Linked DNA regions of Mus musculus: region 2 is linked to region 1. The links are chromatin contacts, called in public promoter capture Hi-C maps. All regions are on one chromosome and are shown on one strand. The core of a region is the stretch at or near the end of the contact, and the rest is flanking DNA. Distances in the headings are between cores, read along the strand shown.

The links. Capture Hi-C pulls out chosen DNA fragments and counts their contacts.
Region 2: a promoter capture Hi-C map of liver shows a contact between it and region 1, with 3 times the contacts expected there. The contact joins the promoter of Llgl1 here to the promoter of Aldh3a2 in region 1. A contact is called at or near these places in 3 of 39 promoter capture datasets (embryonic stem cells, erythroid cells and pre-B cells), 1 of 115 datasets of contacts at active chromatin or transcription factors (kidney) and 1 of 9 other capture datasets (liver).

The regions. Positions count from the first base shown.
Region 1 is chr11:61,265,186-61,269,044 of GRCm38.p6, forward strand. It overlaps Aldh3a2 (aldehyde dehydrogenase family 3, subfamily A2), which reads right to left and starts at 2,001. Exons shown (of 10, transcript NM_007437.5): 1 at 1,669-2,001; 2 at 1-110. The coding sequence starts at 1,821.
Region 2 is chr11:60,697,948-60,701,806 of GRCm38.p6, forward strand. It overlaps Llgl1 (LLGL1 scribble cell polarity complex component), which reads left to right and starts at 1,753. Exons shown (of 21, transcript NM_001159404.2): 1 at 1,753-1,994. The coding sequence starts at 1,914.

The DNA.
Region 1 (3,859 bases), core at 751-3,250:
AGGTTCTTCTTAGCCGGTCTCGCAGAAGCCAATTCAGGAAGATTCCCCAACATAAAATCAATCTCTCCAAGGATGGTAATGACTTCATGACTGTATGCATTGAGTTCACTCTGGAAGAGAAGGTCAGTTACTCTTACACAAACTGTGTAATACTTGGCTTAGGACAGCGGTTCTCACTCTGTGGATTGTGACTCTCACAGGGGTCTCGTATCAGACATTTTACATTATGATTCATAACAACAGCAAAATTACAGTGATGAAGAAGCAATGAAAATAATTTTATGTTTGGAGGTCACCACAACTGTTTGGAGGGTGGCTGCATTAGAAGGTTGAGAACCACTAACTTAGGATGTCACAACGCTCAGACCAAGTATACTTGCAGTGACAACTGGTATTATTAGACACCACCCCCTCCCCCGGTTTGCTATCAGATTTTTTTTTTTATTTCCAAGTTCTCAATAAGGCACACCCTGGATACTCAGGATGATTCTTCCTCTCTAATACATTCAGAGCCTCTAACGTCTTCACTACCGATCCAAGCCTTTTAAAATAGGGTTAAAAATGATCCCTTTCAGCATCACCTCCCGATTAATAACAGCCTCCCGAAGTCACGATGTAGGTACCGTGGCAACTTTGCTTTTGAGCAGCATCTTGATACTTCATCCTTAACGCACTGGTTTATAACCAGAGTCACACCTGCATATGTTCTACTTTGGAGCCAGATTTTAAATTCTGGACTTAATATATTTTCTTCAGGAACGCTATGTATGAACAAACATACACAAACTATCTGATGTTTGAGGAGTGGATGATTCACAGAGTTTTAATATTCACTATCCTATCTTGTTTACTAATTACCACAGCCCCTCTTTACCAGAAGTACTCTGAAGGAAGGTTTCTAGATTCTACTACAACTACTGTTACCACTTTTTGAAGCAGTCTTTGATTGAAAATCTGAAAATAGAGGTCTTACCATGCCTGGAATACAGATAGAAAGTAAAAGGGAGAAATAATATTACTAGAGAGTACAACAGACCATAGTTGTACCTTGAACACTACTTAAAACCTTGGTACTCAAAGCTTGCTTCTAAACAGGCCATATGTTATCACCTGGGCCCTCATTAGAAATCTCAGACACAGTCTCACGAGGACTAAGTCAGGATTTGTATTTTATCAGGTCCCCAGGGTGATTGTCTGTATACTGGAGGTCAATCATGTATATGATTAATGTCACACAAAGTCATATGGGGAATTTCAGTGCTGAAGATTATAGGAAATAAAAAGAACTGTCAACAAAAAGAAACCATTCTTTTAACGTCATGAAATAAAGACAGGGAGTGAAATAGCTGAAACCTACCAAGCAGACAAACTACTGAGATCCAGCCTATCCAGAGTTAACTGCACATTGTAAGGAAAGAGACTATGAACGCAGCAGAAATGGGCAAGGCTATACAGAGCGTTCGCAGACGAGAAATTGCCGGCGCCAAGTAAAGTATGCACTTCAATATGAGTGCAAATACAACAGTTTGGGCTCTAAGCGGGGCTGGAGAGTCCAGAGTCCAGGGTACTCTGCTTCCTCTTAACTGCTGGATAAACAAAACCAAACAACCTGCTACAGAGAAGGAATAAGGTGGCTCATCGGGCCCCTCCCACCCTGTGGAGGCTCACTTTGCTCAGGTCTGCCGCGATGGCTGCTAAGATTTCCTTCTCGCGCTCTTGCACCATCCTCCGCAGGGCCTCAAGCTGCTGCAATCGGAAGCGCAGCGGCCGAGATCGGCCGGACCGGAACGCCTGGCGAAGCCGTAGGACCTGGCGCTCCATGGCCGGGCCTGAGGAGAACGCGGAGCGAGGCAGGTGAGGGAGCACAGTACCAGTAAGGAGCTGCTATGGATGATGCCACAGCTCACTGCCACTTTCCGCTGCTGGGTCCTATCCGCCTACTGGCCTAGACCCGGCCCGGGTGTGGGCCAAACCCCAGCACTTCCCTGCTAACGACAAAGTGCGCACTCATTGGCTGAGCTGCTGCACGTGACTATGAGGCCCCGCCCCTTACCTCTAATCTAGCCGCGGGATTGCGGTCCCCGGGCGCCGGGTGTGTAGGTGCAATTTTTGGCACGCGAAGACGCGGAAGAAGTCCTTCTGGCTTCAGAAAAGAGCCAAGCGTCCTCTAGGAGGAGGAACTGAGGCCCGAGGGTGCTCACCCGGCCGGAAGTAGTCTCCCTTCGCCTGCAGTGCCTCAGATTCAGAGGCAAAGTCGCTGGGCCTGGGTAGGGCGGGCCTGGGTGGGGCGGGCCGGGTGACGCACGCGAAGGAGGTGAATCCAGTGTATACACACACACACACACACACACACACAAGCATTGTCATCGCCCACACTGATTTTCAATCCTCTCTACTGCGTACCATCCAAGGTTTTTTCCCAAATTTCCTCTCCAGGCTAATTAGCAATGGTTGACTTTCGTACCCATCTGGGGCTGCTCAGCGACGGCGGTCACTTTGTGTTGTCCTTCCCATCTTCTGGAAACATTTCCGCTTCCCTTCCTTGGCGTTCCCTAGGTTTTCCATCTCTGGATTTCTCCCTTTTCTGACCCATTAAAGTATTCAAATGTCTGGGACTAAGTTCTCTCCGCGCAGTCACTCATCTAATTCTACCAGTAGAGAGCAGAGAAGGCTCTCACCCAATCTTTCCTTGGACTCCCAAGGACACATTTAAATGCTAATCTCTATTTACACTTATAATGGACTTCTTATAGTTAATTTCATTAGAACTTTTTATTATTCTTCAGCAAACAACTCATACTTCCTACAGTGTTCCCTGTCTCTTTGACTTGATCTTCAAAATATATGTTGAGCCCAATAATGAGTGGTTCAAACCATACTACATATCTACTATATATAGCAATAGCACTCTAATAGGCTGCTTGCTTGATTGGTTGGCGACTATGAATCTGTTACTTCTTAGCTCTGTACTTACCGTTTTACACTCTGTAGTTCAGGAGCCCAGAGTAGGTTCTCCTCCCTCCTTGGCCTCCCAGGAAGTTCTGCCAGAGGAAGAAAGTAAGGAAGGAAGGAAGGACAGACTACCAGGACACTAAAGATTTCTGTTTCCCCATGGACTCAGTAGTGTGGCAGGTGCTGGCATTTCTATCGTGGAAGGAGAGTCAGTATATTCCTGCCTCTAGGAATTTCTTGGACAAGGTGGCTCCTAGTCCTAGAGGATGACAGTCACAGTGTCTCCAAATGGCACAGAAGTGGGCAGTACTGCAATGAGTTTCAGCTGAGATTCATTGGAGCAGTTTCTGATCTTTGAGACCATCCGCCCCACTCCACCCCCATGCTTCCTTCATTATTCCTGAAATCCTTCCTGCATGAAGTAACTGGGTGGGTTTGACTAGTTCCCCTTCAGCGTCACTGATACATTCAGAATGTACGGTGACCTTTATTAGTCAGTCCCTCTCTCAAAACTCTCCAGAGAATAAAATTCAAAGCCCATATAATCCTCTATAAGCCTATAAGTCTTGGCCTCTGGATGTGCCTCTTCTTATAGGATTTGCCCACGTAATGAGTTTTAGCCAGAGTGGCTTCCTTGCTGTTCACTGAACACTTGGGCACATTGCTATCCCAGGGCTTTTTTGGCATTCTGTGTCCTCTGTCTAGAGTGTCCAGCTAACTTCCCCAACTTTGTAGCTTTCACAATGGCCGGTGAGTTGAGGCTTATCTGAGGCGCTTCTTGGTGAAGCAAGACCACCCCACCCTTCACCTCTGCTTTGCCCTTACTGAAGCAAGCCAAAACAAGCTGCACAGCTTTCTCTTTGAAGGTTTCATGGTTGAAGCTGGTGGACTGCAGCTGAGAAAGTGT
Region 2 (3,859 bases), core at 503-3,002, 570 kb before region 1:
GTCTTCAGGCACACCAAAAGAGGACATCTGATCTCATGAGCCACCATGTGGTTGCTGGGATCTGAACTCAAGACCTCTGGAAGAGCAGTCAGTGCTCTTAACCACTGAGCCATCTCTCTAGCCCCTTAAAAGTCATTCTTTTTTGTTGTTGTTTTGTTTTTTGAGACAGGGTTTCTCTGTGTAGCCTTGGCTGTCCTGGAACTCACTCTGGAGGCCAGGCTGACCTCGAACTCAGAAATCTGCCTGCTTCTGCCTCCCAAGTGCTGGGATTAAAGGCGTATGCCACCACTGCCCGGTAAAAGTCATTCTTATTGGCTATCAAACAACAGAAGTTATTTGTTGCTGTTTTGTTGTCTGGTGTTTGGGGTTTTTTGTTTGTTTGTTTTGTTTTTGTGACTGCAGTGTAAAATTTCTGGGGATTGGTTACTTGGGTAACCTAATAAACTTTTACTGCAGAGATGAGGGTAGAGAAAGCTGGTGCTGAGGTAGAGCATGTCCTGAGCATTTGCAAGGTTGAAATCCAACATGGGGTAGCACAAGGACTGTAGCCTAGGCCTCTGAGTTGCTTCTGATCATGACTTGTGTGGGGCTGATCTTGGTCTGTGTTGGCTGCCACTGTTTCTTCCTCTGTGCATCTGGGGTGATATCACTTTAAAATTGTGTGGTATCTGTGCCTCTCTCAGTGAGCTCTTAAAATCATTAAGCGTGTTGAGATCAGGAGGGGCCCTTTGCTGTCTAGCCAACCACTTTAGCTACAGCTCGGGAAAGAGCTGTGAGTCCTGAGCCCCAACTCCCAGGGCGGGTTGAGCAACGCTGGTCGTGGGCAGTTTGGAGGTAGCTAGGTCCCTGTTGCTGCAGTGCAGCTGCCTGAGGGTTAAGGGTCAACGCCTCCTCTCTTGACAAAGATGGGAGGACAGGGGCTTGGCCCGCTTAAACTCCTGGGATCTCTCCCAACACTGAGTCCCTCAGCTAGCAGGAAAAGGTTCAGCCTAGAGGCCATTGTCCAGAAGAGAAAAGTCTCGGGAGGTGGGTGGGACAGGAAGAAAGCGGGGGCGGGGCGCAGCTTTGTTCTCGGAGTTCCCTGTAGGGATGGGGGAAACAAGGGGAGAAGCTGTATCCAGCCCGCTCCTGTTCAGCCCTACGTGCCTGCCACCTCCTGCAGCCCTCCGCCCCTTTTCTTTGCCTCGCGTCCCTCTCAAGGATCTTCTGAGCCGGTGCAAACCGAAGTTCTTTGTGTTGGGTCATGAATAATAACTCTCAAGGAATTGAGATTTTCTTTTTTTTTTTTGAGACATAGTTTTACAATGTAGCTTTTGACTGGCCTGGAACTCAGAGAGATCTGCCTGCCTCTGCTTGCCACCTGATTGCCAGAATTAAAGTTATGCACAACCATCGCGGGCTCCTAGAGAGGGGTTCTTCGATAATAGTTGAGACAAAAAGCGTGGTGTGGAATACACACCGGAGGAATAGGCAAAGTAGTGATCCGTGAAAACTGGCCACACAAACTAGATAACAACGGCAAAGATGGGGGAAGTGGGACCGGGAGGGGCTAGAGAATTGTCCCTGGAATTATTAGAATGTTGTTAGCTCAGTCGTGAGTGGAAAACAACCTTTAGCAAACCACAGCCCAGCTTCCCACGGTTGGGACCCACCTTCGGACTACAAGTCCCAGCAGGCCCCGCACCATTGCGCATGCGTGACTGCCCCCCCCCCCCGGCGAGCCCGGCGAGCCCGGGGGCCCCGTCCTCGCCCATTGTCTGGCGAGCAAGGGGCGGCACGGCACGGCGGGCACGCTCACGTCGTGGGTCGGGCGGGCGTCCGTGGCGTCCCGCGCCTCCGTGCAGGCCCCGCCCCGCGCCTCAGGACCGGCGGGGCCGGGCGCATCCCGCGGCGGTGGCGGAGGCGGGCGCAAGATGATGAAGTTTCGGTTCCGGCGGCAGGGCGCCGACCCGCAGCGCGAGAAGCTTAAGCAGGAGCTCTTCGCCTTCCACAAGGTGCGGCGGCGGGGGCGCCGGCGGCTCAGGCGGGCCACATCGGGCCGCCTCTGCCCTGCGAGCGCCGCGCTGCTCGGGTGTGCCTGGTTGGGGTGTCGGGCTGCGCCCCGCGCCGTGCCGTGCGCTTTCGGGCTCCTGGTCTCTGAACCCCTGATATCTCTCCCGGTGTCCCTTGGGCTCAGTGGGGTCCTCCGACCTATCTGCCTTTCGCTCTTGGCCTCTTTTCTTTCATTTTTGGTGTGTAGCCCGGCTCGGCTGAGGGACATTCAGGGCCAGGTTTTGTTTTCTTTAACTCTTAGGCGGGCGAGAGAGGGAAAAGTGGGGGGTGGGGGGGCTGGGAAATCCCTGCGCCTCCACTTTTCTCACCAGGCTCTGCCCTACCTTGGGGTCCCTAGTTCAAGGGATGTGCTGGTCTGTATGCTCAACTGCATTTCAAACCTTAGTGCCTCAGTTTCCCCCGCCATGAAATGAGGCCAGTTTCCCCCTTGTGGATTCTGGATGTCCTTGCGACCCGGCCAGTTCCTGACCTTACTAAAGTTGGAGAGACGAGATACAGAAGAGACCCGGGAAAGGCCTCAGCTCCCACCTAGTCTGCACTGACCAGTATAGAGCCCCACAAGCCTAACTCTTATCTGTACTGGTGGGGCTCTGATTAGATGTTACTTTTATCCCAGAGCCTGTGTGCATCTTGCTGTTGAGGATTCGATTTCTCATTTCCATTACACACGTTAAAAAACAAACAAACAAACAAAAAAAAAAAAACTGAGGTTCAGTAGGGAGAGGGCCGCTTATCTTTCCTTGCCTTGCTGTGTGATAGCAGTGGAGTAGGAGTTTTGAAGCAGCTGCTACTGTCCTGAGTAGAACTTAGGGACCCTGGACTTCTCTTAGGAGGCACTTTCAGGGGGAGACCCTGCCATGGCTCAGTTTTTTCTTGTTGCGATCTCAGCAATGATCAGGGGGTGCCAGGCTTTACAGACACCATAACTAAAGAGCTGCCAGGAGAGGCTTCTCAGATGGGAGCCTCTTTTTGGCTCACCGTGAGGGTGTGCCCCATGAAACAAGAAGAGAGTGGGTTTTAGCCAGTGAATGGGGTGTGTAGTGGGGACCTCCACAGTTGTGATGAGTCTCTGAAGCATGGCTTCCCCTGACTGATGATGCTACAGTGGGTAGGAGTTGAGGAGGGTGAGGCCCGATTTGAGTGGGAAGCAATGATAGGAGATAGGTCATCTTGGGGAACGAGTTTGATTGCCACAGGGGGTGTTAGGAGATCTCTAGAGAATAGTGAGCCCCAGATTCTTGAGTTTGGACTTGTAGTCCAGGGTGACCAGTGGGTATTGGGTTTAAATCCAGCTCAGACCACAAATTACAAATTGCCTGTAGGATGTGCATCTCCTACTAGTTTAATTTGGATCCCTACCTCCTTGGTACCAGGGCATGGCGGACAATTCTTCATTGAAGGGGTGGTTTATTCCCTGGGAAAGGATGCGGACAAAAAAGCCAAAACAGAAGGGCAGAATATATAGTAGTTCACAGGGTTGGCTAGAGCTGTGGATAAAATATGGTGTGATGAGGGTGTGGGAATATGGACTGGGATGCTGACGTAGGCGGGACCAGTTAGGGAGGCCTTTCAGAGCTGGTCATTTGGGAGTGCCAGGTAACCTGCACAGTGTGGTCGGGGGGGGGGGGGTGCGGGGGGGGGAACAGAAGGAATGCAGAGGATGCCAAAGCTTTAGTCAGCTGCCTAGCCAAAGAGCCAAGTGCTTTGGGGTGGGAGTCAGGTGAACTGGGATGCCCAGAGAAGGACCACATGGTGAGGCCTAGGCTTTGGCTGTGGATCAGAAGGCATCTCCTGGAGGGCCCCAAGT